Linked DNA regions of Mus musculus: regions 1, 2 and 3 are each linked to region 4. Evidence: chromatin contacts called from public promoter capture Hi-C data. All regions are on one chromosome and are shown on one strand. The core of a region is the stretch at or near the end of the contact, and the rest is flanking DNA. Distances in the headings are between cores, read along the strand shown.

The links. Promoter capture Hi-C pulls out the DNA fragments that hold promoters and counts their contacts.
Region 1: a promoter capture Hi-C map of cranial neural crest shows a contact between it and region 4. The contact joins the enhancer-like site here to the promoter of Cenpk in region 4. A contact is called at or near these places in 17 of 39 promoter capture datasets (the 3T3-L1 cell line, 3T3-L1-derived adipocytes, the C10 cell line and 11 more), 9 of 115 datasets of contacts at active chromatin or transcription factors (astrocytes, bone marrow-derived macrophages, embryonic forebrain and 6 more) and 4 of 9 other capture datasets (adipose tissue, liver, macrophages and 1 more).
Region 2: a promoter capture Hi-C map of neural stem cells shows a contact between it and region 4. The contact joins the enhancer-like site here to the promoter of Cenpk in region 4. A contact is called at or near these places in 9 of 39 promoter capture datasets (the HPC-7 cell line, cranial neural crest, frontonasal cranial neural crest and 5 more), 4 of 115 datasets of contacts at active chromatin or transcription factors (the 230-238 cell line, the SCID.adh cell line, bone marrow-derived macrophages and 1 more) and 4 of 9 other capture datasets (adipose tissue, liver, macrophages and 1 more).
Region 3: a contact with region 4 is called in a promoter capture Hi-C map of liver, with 4 times the contacts expected there. The contact joins the enhancer-like site here to the promoter of Cenpk in region 4. A contact is called at or near these places in 8 of 39 promoter capture datasets (3T3-L1-derived adipocytes, the C10 cell line, cranial neural crest and 3 more), 1 of 15 datasets of contacts at CTCF or cohesin (the NIH/3T3 cell line), 3 of 115 datasets of contacts at active chromatin or transcription factors (neural tube, stem cell-derived neural progenitor cells and thymic regulatory T cells) and 2 of 9 other capture datasets (embryonic stem cells and liver).

Annotation. Positions count from the first base shown.
Region 1 is chr13:104,683,441-104,687,244 of GRCm38.p6, reverse strand. All of the region lies in intron 11 of Cwc27 (CWC27 spliceosome-associated protein), which reads left to right. Among named protein-coding and RNA genes, the nearest start is that of Cwc27, 130 kb to the left of the region's middle. Within about 2 kb of position 2,389, at least 16 of the 459 cell types and tissues checked have an H3K27ac peak or open chromatin away from gene starts, as enhancers often do.
Region 2 is chr13:104,728,544-104,732,060 of GRCm38.p6, reverse strand. The region is part of intron 10 of Cwc27 (CWC27 spliceosome-associated protein); the gene reads left to right. Among named protein-coding and RNA genes, the nearest start is that of Cwc27, 87 kb to the left of the region's middle. Within about 2 kb of position 2,125, at least 7 of the 459 cell types and tissues checked have an H3K27ac peak or open chromatin away from gene starts, as enhancers often do. A contact at or near this core is called in neural stem cells, where this site is marked.
Region 3 is chr13:104,638,948-104,642,849 of GRCm38.p6, reverse strand. All of the region lies in intron 13 of Cwc27 (CWC27 spliceosome-associated protein), which reads left to right. Among named protein-coding and RNA genes, the nearest start is that of Cwc27, 180 kb to the left of the region's middle. Within about 2 kb of position 1,934, at least 29 of the 459 cell types and tissues checked have an H3K27ac peak or open chromatin away from gene starts, as enhancers often do. A contact at or near this core is called in liver, where this site is marked.
Region 4 is chr13:104,227,236-104,230,672 of GRCm38.p6, reverse strand. It overlaps Cenpk (centromere protein K), which reads right to left and starts at 1,707. Exons shown (of 10, transcript NM_001377093.1): 1 at 1,671-1,707. Ppwd1 (peptidylprolyl isomerase domain and WD repeat containing 1) reads left to right here and starts at 1,829. Exons shown (of 11, transcript NM_172807.4): 1 at 1,829-2,067. The coding sequence starts at 1,872.

The DNA of each region.
Region 1 (3,804 bases), core at 1,140-3,639, 460 kb before region 4:
TCTAGCTTTTAGAATTTCCTAACAAATACTTGGAGCAAACAAGCCTAAAAGGTCATTTGATGAGCACAGCCCTTCAAGGCTCAGGACCAGAAAAGCATCAGTTTATATCTCTCCACTCTTCCCTTCCCTTGCCCCCTTATTTCCCCTAGATGAAGTCTCACACTTTGTGTAGGCTGACCTCCAACTGCTGGGCTCAGGCCACCCTGTTGCTGTTTCCTAAAGAGCTGGTGCTCCATACTCTTAGTACCTCACCGAGTTTTCCACTCTCTTGCAATCCCTCTTCCTAAGATGCATTTTCACCGTCACTTTCCCTGCTTTAGAGCGTTCATTTACTCAGATAGACTGTAACTGCAGAAGATAACTAGCTGAGCCCTGTCTCTATTCTCAACATAAATTACTGAAAAAGAAGCAGTCTCTCCCTTAAGAAAGTCAGTTCTGGTGACCTCAGAGGATGGTCGGTAAGGCATCATCTACTTTTCTGGTTCCCAGCTTACTGACTGGATGGATTTCCCAGTGAGCACCATTATGCTTTCCAGCACAACCACTTCCCAGGTTTTATTTCAGAGAGTTGTACCCAACACTCATCAGGGCACTGTCTGTGAAAGTGCAAGCTATAAGCAGAAACAGGAGAGGCAGAGCTTGTTCCCCCAGACAGCCTGCCAGTGAATACTGTTTGGTCTTTGAGCAAGTTCAGAATTACAGGTAAACCCAATGGTAAGCTGTTCTGCATCTGAGCATCCAAATGTATAGAAAATATAAGTTAAGTTTTGATCCTTTCTCAAAAGAATTTTTAACATTTCTCCCTGTCAGACTTATTGGTACCTTGACAGTAGGATTGAATATACATAAATATATTTTATTCAAACATGTATGGTATTAAAATGAAAAATTGCATCTGCTCTCTGCTTCTTTAAGTGAGGTTTAATTATTCGAAAGGAGTTATAACTACAAAATTCCTTATAGATGTAAAATACAGTACCTATTACTCATTGCCAAATCATCATACTTCTTATTTATATAACACAAACACTGTCCTGCCTCAGGCTTCATTACAGTTCATTCTTACCAATCCTGAGAAGAAATTTAACCAAGGAGAGTTTCCACTTAGCAAATGAAGAATCCAAACCATTAAAGATACTTAGTGCCTACCCTAACTTACTCAGTGGATTTGGGAGTCAGAAGTTTTACTCAGTGCTCTTTCCACTGTAAGCTACAAAGCACTGTTTCCTTTAAAAATGAAATGAGCCACAAACAACACGACCTATTGCTGGATGATGGGCTCAGCAAACTGAGTACTTGCATGCAATGCATGGGATCAGGCTAAAGCTGAGCAAAGACATTTGTTCCACCCATCCTCCAAACCCAGGTTCCAGAAAGACCATTTGGACAGTCACTTATCAAAAGAAGCAGTTTGGTGATGGTCTCTCCTACCTTTTCTCCATCTCCTAATTTAATTTGTTAGAGCTGTCGCTAACCATGGAGAAAAGGGAAGACCAGCATGTAAACTGATAGGGAGAAAACGTGGTCAAAGCAGATAACCTCTTCTAAGACAGTAAGACAGAGCCAGAAATGACTGACTATGCTGTTTTAAAAGTCAGATGTGTTTCCTATTTAGATTGTAGTATTCTGGAAAAAACAAAACAAAACAAAAAAACTGAAGAAAAATAGCTTTACCTAAAGTAGTTAGAAGTAAACTCCAAAGTTTGAAAGCTCTCTATATTGTTTTTCCTTTGTTCCTCCTAGCCCTTCCTTCCCCCACTCTTTTTCTCTGAACTCTCTTAAGACTAATGATGAAAAGAATTGTGGGTACCAAACTTGGAAATGTAGTCCCATCAATTACCTCAAGCTAGCAATATAATTAATGAGAAGACTTTAAAGCATTCTGGGGTTTTATAGAAGACTTGAGAATGATCTCGTGAAGTGTTGGCATACAAATAATAAGTGTGACCACCTACCTCTTAGCAGGCTTCAGTCCCTCAGTGGAGCACTTTCATGGTCCCAGTTCTGTCTCATCTCCTCATCCTCTCCTTCCTCATCCTATTCATCCAGTCTTTGTTTTCAAAGAATGAGTTCCCTGTCTTACTCAAATGCATCTTTCAGTGAGTTGTCCTCACAGAGTGGTTCCGCTGTCTCTTGCATCTACTGTGGCTAAATGTCTTTTTCCTACAAGGTCATTTTGCTGCCTCACTCTGTCTGGCTTCCACTCACTCACCTGAGTGAACTTCCCAAAAGCTTCCTCAAAATTTCTGTGTTATTTCTTCTGCCTCCCTTGGTAGATTATGCCTTACTCCTTGTCCAGTGTACGAACTTTCATGGCAGGAGCTAACACTGTTTCCCTTCCTCCAGTGCACACTGCCACCTCCCCCACCCACCCTAACTAGTTTGCTTTGTGACAGGATAGAAAAGCAGCAGGCTTTGAAGTCTGAAAGCTGGGGTTTCAAACCCTTGCCCTCCACATCTGTAATCTTGCCCTATAACCTGAGGCAAGAGACCTAACCTCTCTGAACCCCTGCTTCCTCAGGCGTGCAATAGGGATAAGAATAGCCCTTCTGCTGCAGGAGGTAAAGTGGGAAAGCCCACTGTGTCTCAGTCACCTCATGTCCTAAAAGTGCTGCTGCTGGGGAAGTTGTTGTAAGTTTTAGAAAACTTACTGCTTCCTTCAGTTTCTCCGGTCGCAGAGGAAAAATAATGCGTGTCTTGGCACGCCTTACTTGCAAGTATTTTAAGGATTAATGTAAACTCTGGCAAGTATTTGAAGAATGTTATCTCATTCATTCATTATTAAAAAAAAAAAAAAGCAGTAGAGCTTTCCTTTAAGTACTGCTAAAATCATACATATTCTACAGTTTTTAGTTTACTGGGAGATCATAGATGCAGGCAATTTTAATAGCTATATTTTTAGTTTACCTGGTTGGCTTCAGAAATCTTTTTATTTTGAACTTAAGGGTTTTGTTCGTTTGGTTTTGTTTTTCGGGTATTTGGCAGCGGGGGTCGGAGCAGGGGTTGGTTGGGGTTTGTCTCTTCCATTCTTGCTACAATGCTACATATATAATTTGTAGTTTCCCCATCCAGCATAGGAGGGTGACACAGAATCACTGTCAAATGGCTATCAGACTATGAGGGCTGTGGGTCACACACCTGGAGAAGTACACTGTGCTCTGTAGGACATGTGGGAACATCAGTCAGCCTTGGTGAAGGAAGCTGTGAATTGAACAGGAGCAACAAACCATAGCTGATATGTACAAAGCTGGATCCTTACTAAAAAGCTATTGATATCTCCCAGTAATTCCCAGTAGCCCTTAATAATCATTTGTATGATACAGTTCTTTCTTGGAATCATGAAGAATGGAGAAATATGGGAAAGGGTTACTTGTCAGATAGGGCAAATTTATTATTTACTAATGAATAAAACCCAATTTAATATTCTTTATTTAGACTCCATCCTTACTGATTTAAGTTCTCCCTTCAGTACTGGGGAATTAAACTCAGGACCTGTGTGTACAGGGCAATTATCATTCCCAACCCTTGAATTCAAAGGCAAGCTCTCCCTACATACCCAAGACTGGCCTTGAGCTAGTTCATCTCCTGACTAAGCCTCCACCACCTCACCCCACTTTCCCTATTTTTTAATATATTATAAACTCAATTAATTTAAATGTATTTTAGTATATTTTGTAGTAGCCTCAATTAAGTCCTGTAATGGCTATACATTATTAACACAATAGCTGTTACTTGAATTATAAACCAAACAAAGTAATATGATCCTGAGAAAAAATGGTGAAATTTTATTTTTAGATAAAAGGA
Region 2 (3,517 bases), core at 876-3,375, 500 kb before region 4:
GTGGGGACTCCCAGCCAGAAAATTAATTTTGTTGCTACCTCATAACTGTAATTTTGCTACTATTTGAGTTGTAATGTAAATATCCATCCAGTTGTAATGTAAATTCTCATGGACTTATTAGGGCCTGAGGCTTTCTAGCTATTATATTTTTTTCTTTTCTTCCTTTCTTTGTTTTAGTTGATACTAGATTCTTCTCTCATACAATATATCTGAACCAGTTTCCCCTCATCCACTTCTCAATCTACCCCAACCTTGACTCTCCCCAAGATCCACTCACCCTCTGTTTCCTCCTCAGAAAAGAGCAGGCCTCCAAGGGATGACAACCAAATAGAATGAAAGGTGAAAGCACTAATAAGGGGAGTGGACAAGGCAACTCGACAGGAGGAAGAGAGTCTCAAGAGCAAGGGAAAGAGTCAGATACATAAACTTCCACTGTTAGGGTCTCACAAAACAGCAACCTAACAGCCATAAGTGCAGAGGACCTGGAGCAGGCCAATGCAGGCCCTATGTCACTATGAGTCCATATGAGTCCTGCTTGGTTGGTTGGGGAGCATGTTCATATGGTCTCCTTCATCCTCTATGACTCCTACAGGTTTTCCTCACCCTCTTCCACAGGGTTACCCATCTCAAAGGAGAGAAACCCAATGGAGACCTCCAGTTAGCTATGAGTTTATTACCAGGTTTACTATTCCACGAATGAATTCCCTCCTGTGAACAGGCCCCAAATTCAGCCAAAGAGCAGTTAACTACCCTCACAAGGGTCACACCACTGTTAAGTCAATGGGCACAACTTGTCTGGAAGGTTTGTATTCATAGCTGGGAAAAACCATGTCTTATTTTTCTCCTAGCAGCCTGTATAGCTTCTCATAGCACTGAGAGCCAGCTAGGAGGGAGGGAGCTTACACTTCTGTTCCAGCTTGATTTGTCTGTGCCTACAGCCAAAGTATGTGGTACCTTCAGCAGTGGACTATTATCTAGTTATGGTGGATAACCAAGACAAATGCAGAAGTCTGCATTGCTTGGGGGCCTCTGGAATATCTCTAAGCAACAACTCAAAGGAAGGTATCTCACACCTGGGACTGAGATTTCTATTTAATATCTTGTAGCTTCTGGGAGGAATGTTATCTCCCGATTCAAGGTATCTCCTTCGTATTTTATAGATAGTGTACAGCACAGTTGGGTTTTTCGTATATACCCTTAGCATTTTACTAACTGAATATAGTTGCTTTTATATATATTCTTAGCATTTTGCTAACTGAACATAGTTGCAGTTTTATATATATCCTTAGCATTTTGCCAATTGAGGTACCTCTCCAGCCCTTACATTAACTTTAAAAGAAAAAGAAAAACCAGTGGCAGAGTAGATCTTGTTATGATACTCAGTTTCACTTTATAATTTCTTTTAAAACTCTTACTCCATTTAGTTGCTCCTATAATTTAACAGTCATGAATTGGTTGTGACATATTTTGATTACAGATGTAATTTCCTTCTGAGTACATGGTAGTGTAGTTTTTCATGTTAATCCTTATTTTTTTTTTTTTTGCACTGACCTTGTCATATAGTATGTTCTGAATAGAGCCACAGCTTGAGTGCCACTTTTTCCATGAAGTCTGAAAAGATGAAGATTTTAGTAAAGAGCAATAGTAAAATAGCAGTATTTTAAGTCCCAGAGATGGCATGAACAAAGGGCATGTGTGCCAAAGCTTAAATTTAGCCAAGGTAATGACGACTAGTATATTTTGACTGAAATTTAGAGTAATTGTATAGTCTACATGGAAGATAAAGTAGGAAAATGTGTTTTGAAGCTAGCTCATGAGAGGACTTGAACGCTTGAGAAAGAAGTGTGCTTAATTTATGGAGATGAATGCACAATTCAGTAGACTTTACATTCAGCTCAGGTGAATTTGACCTCTGTGTAGAGTTAAGCTCAAAGTAGACAGATAGACAGACACTGTGCTGTGAAAGGAAAGGTGGAGTGAAGTCAGGAACTGATGCCAAAGTGATCCTGACACCAGCATTCTAGTGGCTTTGTCAGAACTAGGAAAGAGAGGAATGGAACTGTGTGTTTGTTGTGAGACAGGATCTCTTTGAATACCCCAGGCTGACCTAGAAACTCACTATGTAAAGCAGACCACCTGGAACTCAAGCTTATAAAGGAGCACTTGCTGCTGCCTCCTGAATGCTAATATTAACAGTGTGTACCTCCTTGCCTGGCTCACAGCCAGCTTCTTTAGACGTGTTCTAGGGGCAGAACTCAGTTGTCCAGCTGTACATCTAGCACCCTTATCTACTGAATCAATTAACCTTTCTCGTTCTTTCTTTTTACTCTCTACTTCCTGTCCAGATTTAAAGTTACCATTTGGACGCCTCTTCATACTGGCTCCACATGGCACACTCCTAACTATTGTTTAGGGTCTAGTTTACATGGCTCTTCTGCAAAGTCATCTCTCACTTAGCCTGCACAAATCTTTCTGTTGCTGAACTTCTAAGTGCTTCAGTCATTTCTTTGTAGACAAGGTTTATGCCCTTTGCAATGCAAGCTCCTTGAAGAGTTTGTGTTGGTGTTGGTATGCTGTGTCATAAAGAACAGAGACTAGAATTTATAGATTTTTGGTTTTACTTTCTAGTTCCCTCAGTAAATGGTGGTGTCTACTTTCCATAAACCTCAGCCTCTACCTACACAGTGCCTGTGTTACATGCTATTAAGAAGATTGTCATCAGTGAAGTAACTGAATTGAAGAATTTATTGGCATTATGTTCCCATCCTTTCTTTCTTACCTTGATTTCTGTGCCTGTATCCAGAATGCTACATGTAAATATTAGATATTGTTAAATAAATTAGTAATCTCTAGTAAGAAGGCGAGGTACTGTAGATTTATTAGATTAAAATATATACATAGGGCAGTACAGAATTATTTATTGGTTAATAGTGTTGTATTCAAACTGTATTAAAATTCAGATGACTATATAATTAAAAACATACCCACTAGAAAAAAATCTTACATTAGACTTAATAACAGCAGAAGCCATTTATAAAAACACTTTCTCTTATTATCTAAACAGAAACTAGGTAGGCCTTGAGGAGGCCGAGCAGTTGCTTTTTTGGACCCTAAAGTAGGCCCATGGTTTTGGCAGTAATCCTGATATATATTTCAAGATTATAATTTTCATCTTTGTTTTAACAGATTTAAACATATTTCTTGCCAGTGGATAGGGGTTATGTTCTAGAGAATGTAAGATTGGGATCCCTAAAATTAGACTGTGATCTAAATAGTAATTTTTAAAGTTATACTTTATTCCAAGAGTTATGGACTCCCAAAGCATTGACAAATGTGATATTTTACTAGTCTAAAAGATTTTTACAACATTGAAAGTCCTCAATCACTTGAAAAATTCAACATAGTGAGAAATTTATAATATTTTGTATAGATCTATGCTTTTCTGTCTCACTTTGTCTTTTAGTCATTTTTGTTCAGTTTATGCTACATTACTTCAACAGAGTATCCAAATCTATTA
Region 3 (3,902 bases), core at 685-3,184, 410 kb before region 4:
GTACACAGACACCATATTCACCATATAAACACATACACACAAATATTTTAAAGGCAGTTCAGTACACACACACACAGCCAATTGCTACTGCCAAGATATAGCCTAAAGAAACATGACTGTGGAAAGTAATGAGATGTCCCAGATGAAGTTCTCACAAGGAAAAACACATCAGGTAGAAGGAGGGTGTGTTCCTGTGATCAATCTGCTCTACAACACTGACTGGGTGACTTTGTTCTCAAAACTTCTTAGCGTACCTTTCTTTTTCCCCTCTCAGAATTGGTCTACTTTAATTCTTTCTATAAATAATGTTCTTGATTAGTTAATGATCCATTTAAGAAGACATGTACATTTAGAAATATACATGTTAGCATCCAGGCTGATGAGGCCAAGTTTGTTGTTTTAAATGATGATATACATAAAAATAAGGAATGTCAGTATTATAAAATGCCTAATTACAAAAATGATAAATTTTTGTATAAACATAGTTTGTAGGTAGTACAATTGGTCACACACATTCATATGGTAAAGCTCTAATATGATAATATTTGGAGGTAGGGCATTTGGGGAGTAAATAGGGATTGATGAGATCATAAGGGTGAACCCCCCCCCATGATGAGATTAGTGTTCCTATAAGAAGCAAGCCAGACTAGTCTTCCCCTCCATTCACCCACACTGTGTAAGGACATCTTAGAGCCCAAGGAGAGAGCCCTAGTCAGGTGAGTGTTGGCTTCTGTCTTCAAAGTGTGGAAAATTACATTTCTGTTTGTATACCACCATATCCATGGCATTGGGATATAGGCTAACCTGAGAAAAGCATTCATGAATCACATGGGTTAAAGTTAGATCCGGGCCCCTTTGCCATTTACAGAAGCCTTCAGATGGCATGGTGTGCAAGCCTTACTTGTGAGCACTGTGAAGTGTCTAGGCTGGGCCCTACCATCTTCTTCCCAGGTAAGAAAGCAGGCAGGAGAAGCAGGGTGACTTCCCCACAGCCACAGTGAGTGGCCCAAGCTCAGGTCTGACCTCATTCACAAAGGTTTCTGGAGAAAGTGTTGAAGTCAGAGCAGATTTTGAGGGCCAAGGCAATGGGAAAAGATTTTAGGAAGAAGTGGTAATTAAACTGGACTTTGATAGGACCAGGAAAGGAGGGGACAGAACCTTGTAGAAAAGTAACACGGACAAAAGTGAGGTGCAGCCTGCAGAACAGTGTGCTCCTTCAAAGACTCAGATGGAAGCAACACTTGGAAACTGTTTCGTCGTGCTGAAATTTGTATTTACAAACAAAGGCTGTTTCTGCCTTTCAAACCATTACCCAAATCATTTAGGTTTGTGTTCTGGAGTCCAAAGAATGACGAACTTAAATAATAACCAGGAGCTATTTAGTTGGGTTTCTTAAGAATTCTAATAGGGAAATGGGAAGTCCTCACAACATGCAAACAAGTTATGTTGTAACAAATTATGTGTATGTTCTCAAAGAGTAACAAGGTCATTCAAACCAAGAAGAAGGCTGGCTGAGGACACTAAATGCATTTTCCCACACTTCCAAGCTAAGCAAACAGGAGCAGATGTTAATCTTTAAGCAGTTTAACTGGCCCATGTGAGACAGGTCAGCACTGGATTACTATAACACAGTGTACTATCTGTACAAATACCTTGCCTCACCTTTTTAGTACTAACTAGCCCTTTTCTTTGTTAGAAAGTTGAAAGGGTGAACTGCTTGCCTGAAAATGAAGTTTATACAGTGGTTAATTGCTAAATAATTTGGTATTGAATTAAAACTATCAAGAAAATCAGTATCCTAGCCAAAGTGGTTTTTCCCGAGGTGATGGGAATCCCAGAAAATTGGACGTGTTCGCAGGCACTTATCAGCAGCATTTTTCTGGCCAAGCATTGCTGCATGATGAGGTACAGAGGCCAGTGAAACAGAGCCTCTGTTCTTCAGAGCACTGTGACCCAGAGAGGCAGGGTTGCACCACCCTGAAAATGGCTGGAGCTATGGACAAGACTCAGGGGCACCAGGAGAGGATCTCCTCGCTGCTGGAGAAAGCGGGCCAGGCCCAGCAGGAGCCAGGGTGGTGGCACAGCTAATGGGAGGCAGAGAGAGTGAAGTCTTGGAAATACAGAAGCAGCAAGGAGGTTGCAGGGAGTGGAGATTCTCCAGGAAGCTACAGAGAGTCTGGCATATCTGAAATGAAAGATGGGGATCGTGCAGAGCATGGTGTGGCAAACAAGAGCCAGACTAAAGAAGGGATATGAGAAATTGGGGGTCCTTTTGTATACAGTAGACCAAGGGCTTTAAACCAGAAGGGCTTTTACAGCTAGATTGGCTGTGTGTTTGCAGCAGGGTGTGGGGGGAAGCAGGGATAAATAAATAAATATAGACATAAGACAGAAAGAGGAAAGAAAGATAGAGAAAGAGAGACAGAGAGGGATCCATGGACCACAATGTAAACCTTAGTAATTTGACCCCTGACATAATCAGACACCCATGCTCATAAGAGTGGTCCTCGGCCCTGCTTCTGCCCCTCAGGTGCCTTCAGCTAAATATGGCCATAGCTAGGTCCTCATCTAAGTAGAACAAATAGGAGCTGGGACTGGAAAATACGTATTTAAGACAGTAACAGGATTCATAGTAGAAGTTGATTCTGTTTTTAAGCACTTTTCTCCCAAAGATGTACCCTTGTTGGTGGGGTGGGAGATGGGGGGGAAGGGTAGCACACGGATTGGGGGGAGTGGTGAAAGACGTTAAAAGCCAGTCTGGGGTGCCCACATGATCCTCCCTTTATAGCTACATTGTAATGTCTTGCACAGCAGAATAAGCAGTACCCATTGTAACTTCTTACCAGACCTAGCACAGAATAAGCAGTACCCATTGTAACTTCTTACTAGACCTAGTACAGAATAAGCAGTACCCATTGTAACTTCTTACTAGACCTAGTACAGAATAATCAGTACCTATTGTAACTTCTTACTAGACCTAGCACAGAATAAGCAGTACCCATTGTAACTTCTTACTAGACCTAGTACAGAATAATCAGTACCCATTGTAACTTCTTACTAGACCTAGTACAGAATAATCAGTACCCATTGTAACTTCTTACTAGACCTAGTACAGAATAATCAGTACCCATTGTAACTTCTTACTAGACCTAGCACAGAATAAGCAGTACCCATTGTAACTTCTTACTAGACCTAGTACAGACTTCACTTTTGACTGATTCCTGAGGTTAACAATCCGTCTCTGCAAATAAAAGCCTGTTACCTCTTCCATCTAGTCAACAGCGTACAGGTTCCTCTACCGTCTCACAAGTTGCCTGTGAGAGGGGACTGCTCGGCTGCGGGTGTAGCTCCATGTTAGAGTGTTTACCCAGCATGCACAGGCCTGGGTCAGCCTCTAGCTCTGCAAAGAGAAAGGAGTGGGATCCTGTCTTTCCTGCCTATCCATAGTGCAGACACCACCAGGTAACATGGAAACCTCTTTTCTTTGAGAGCACTCTCAGTGGGAGTTCTCGTTATTGCCTCAATGCTGTGTTAACATTCCAAACACATTTGCCTCATGTCTGTGTGTTCTCCCAGTTTGCTTCAGGAGACCAGAGCCCGGGTCATGCTTGACTTTTTGTCCTTGGTAACTAGCATTGGCCTCACTCATAAAAAGCCCTCAAATGTCTGTTGAGTAAATAATTGATTTTACCTCATTACCTTGTTTTCAAACTATAAATAAGGACTGGACTGTGCCCTTGGAATTGCTCAATTTGAAGAGCAGAGTAGGCACCAATAAGCTTCTACCCGTGTGTGAGTACCTTGTCATATGAATCCAATCTTGGGGTTGGAGAGATGGCTCATCAGTTAAGAACACTTGTTGCTGGATCCTCCGGTAGTACTATGTCCAATTTTCTGAGGAA
Region 4 (3,437 bases), core at 458-2,957:
TAGGAGTGACTAAAAAAACAAAAAGTCCTTTTTATCAAAAGAGAAACATGAACACGCACCTGTTGGAGGGAATATTTTCATATAGCCATTATTAAAAAAAAAAAAAGAGTATGGATGTTAGCAAAAATTAGAAACAGAACTACCACAGGATCCAGTAATTCCACTATTAGATATATATCCAAAGGAAACTAGCATGTTAAAAAGATGTTTACAATCTTGTTTACTATAGCACCATTCACAATAGCCCAGATATGTAATCAACTAAGTGTCCACCTAATGAAGAATGGATTTAAATTTTAAAAAGTTCCATTGTAACAGGAGAGTCAGTAGAAAAACAAGAGTGCAAAATTCAGGTAGGTGAGGAGATGTATTGGTAAGAGCTTGTGGAAGGTGTGTTTGAATTACTTCTTCCAACTAAGTGAAATGGAACCTAAGGTGATCCACTGTGAGGAAGTATCAAGGAATTTGAATTTTAAGAGCAGATACAGCCAGGTGGTGTGACCCCTGCCTTTAATCCCAGCACTTGGGAAGCAGAAGCAGAGGCATTCGAATCTCTGTCCTTTCAAGGACAGTCAGGACATAAAAGAAAAATCCTATCTCAGAAGGGGTCAGGGTTCAGAGAAATAGCTTATCACATAAAGGCTATAAGGTTTACAAACAAAATTTTAAGAGGAGAGGGGGAAAGGTTACAGAATGTTGGTTTTTTTTGTTTTTTGTTTTTGTCTTTAAGAAAACTCAAAGAATATAAAGCAACTTTGGATAGTAGCCCACTTTAAATTACTAACTAGTGGCCCAATTAAAACAACAAAAGATAGCATATTAATGAATATAGTCATCCAGGGCAAGGTTACTAGATGGCTGTTGTAAAGATGATAGTGTATCATGAGGTACAGTTAGGTAATTTTAAGGATGTAGAGAGGACCTGTAGTTTACAACATCAGATGTAAATCAGAATAAACACCGCCCCAATGTATTTTTTTACTCATAAGGAATTTTTAAGTCTTAAATTGCTTAACCTGTAAATTACCAACGGAGAAGTGGTACAGGATGCAGCTTTGTTGTTGGAATAGACAGAACACGGTAGCATGCTCCTAGGTTAAAGGTGTCAATAACGCGAAGATGTCAACTCCCCCCAAATTGTCCTCTTTTATCTTAATTAACATCTTAAAGGCGACAAAAACTCTGTCGCACTTGATGAGGAAATTCTAGACCTATACAGAAATATAAAGATCCAGAAATAGCAAAGGCTCATAGACTATATGCTAATCGTCAAACATAGAGCAGGCAGGTGGAGACGCGGGAACGTAACACGCAGGCCCTTCGTGAATTTCTCGCGTCACATACATACACATTCCAAGTCAAAAAGAATATTCTAAATGGGAGGCCACCTTATAAATTACAGTAATTTCAATATATAGTTTAGCTGATAGAAATCTACTTCATTCTTTTTAACAAAAAGTTCCTTCCAACCCCGCCCCTCGGCTTTTTCGGGAAAAAACAGGTAGGTTCTAGAACAGCATTGGCCCGAGAGGCCGAGAAGCGCGAGACCTCCAGTTCGTAAGGCGTAAGCGTCCGATCTAGGGGGTACCTGGGTCCCCCAAACCCGCGAGCTGCCATCCTCCTTGACAGAAAACTGGGGCCTTTGCCAGTCAGAGCCGGTTTCAACTCACTTCAGTCCTCCGGCCTCCTCAGCGCTCTCGTCAACACAGCCAAGCCGCGCTGTTTACGCGCGCTGCTCGCTGATTGGACCAGCTGCGCCCACCGCAGCCAATCAAAAAGCGCTTCCGGCAGCTGACGGACAAAAGCTGCGCCGCGGCTCGGGGAAACCTAGTTCACTCGGTCGTCGCGTCTCTTCTAACGCCTCGGACGACATGGCGACCGAGAGTGGGAGCGATTCGCAGCTGAGGAGGAGAAGGCGCCGAGACCCAGAGGGATCAGAAAAAACGGAACTGAGCGAGCGAGAACCGGCCCTGGCAGTGGCGGGGAGCGAAGAAAATGATGATGAGAATGAAGAGCGCTGGGTCGGGCCTTTACCGGTGGAGGCAACCCTTGCCAAGAAGAGGAAAGGTAGCAGCGGAGAGCCCGCGAGCAAGCTGGACGGCTACTCCGGCCGAGTGGGAGGGTTGATCTCAAGCACGCCCACGGGCGGGAGTGAGATTGTGGGTTTGTGCACTTAGAACGGACGATCTTCACTGCATTTCCTCCCTAAAGAGTGAATTGGTGTTAGTATGGCGTGTTAAAAAAAAAAAAAAAAAAAGGAACACCGTTGATTCCTGACTGTCAGAGATGATACAAACTAGTGCTTGTCTGTATTTCTGTGTTTGGATGCTTTTTTTGACCTCATAGCTGCTGTGTGAAGTTGGAATTCCTAATATTGATTGAGCAGGTGTGGGAAGGAGCTCTCAGAATCATAAACACTTAAGCTTTCAACCCTGACTCGTCTAGTAATGAATTTTCAAACTCAGGGGAAGTTGCTTAAGCTAGCTGGATATGAAGCCATACTCGAGACAATATAGTAAAGTTTTGCCACTAACGTGAATAATAACAAGATTTTATAATATTAAAGTTTGGTAAAGAGATAATATTTACTGTTTTAAAGACTGTTCTAGGAACTTTTTCATAAATGTCTTAGGGTTGTGTGTGTGTGTGTGTTCGTTCGCTCACGCGTTAATCTCAATTCTGACTGTGGAACTATTTAAAAATCTTTTATTTTCAGAACAAAGCCCAAACACCTTAACATGGATTATGAGGCAGTTTGTCTCTCTTTATTTCCCCAAGCAGGACTCCCAATTCTGTCCATTCTCAAAACCCTACCTTGTCCTTGAGCAAGGGCTCCTCTACGTTCCTGTCCAGATACTGTGAAGTGTCTCTATCTGGAGTCATTTCTCTCCTTTAACCATGCTAGCTTTTTAACAGGTCTAGGTTTTAGGTCAGTGCTTTTTGAACATTGGATAGTGACACCCTTTAGTTAGCTCCTTACTTTTTCTGCCCAATCCTGCTTTTGCCTTCGAGGCACTTACTACTTTTTGTAGTTGTGTGTTTACTCATGTGACTTCCTGAACACTACTAGCCTAATCATGTAAGAACAAGGATCTTGTACTTTCGGCTCCAACACTTCAATACAGTGTTTTGCATACAAGTTTAAATGAATATTTTATAACATTTGTGCTGTTATTATTTCACCTAAATATTACTACAAGAACTGCTTAGGTGGAAAGAATGGAAGGATAATTTAGGAAGGAAAACGAAACAAAATGAAAAAGAAAAACCAAACTTTGAAATGCTGACATAGGAAACAAGTGTCTTATGAACAATAGAGTTGGGACAGGAATAGGTATATCATGTGAAAAATCTTTTCCCTTAGCCAGATTTTTTTTTTAAGCCAACCAATGGAGTTTGAGTTTGAGGGAGGATGACAGGTGCTTAGTGATTTAAAA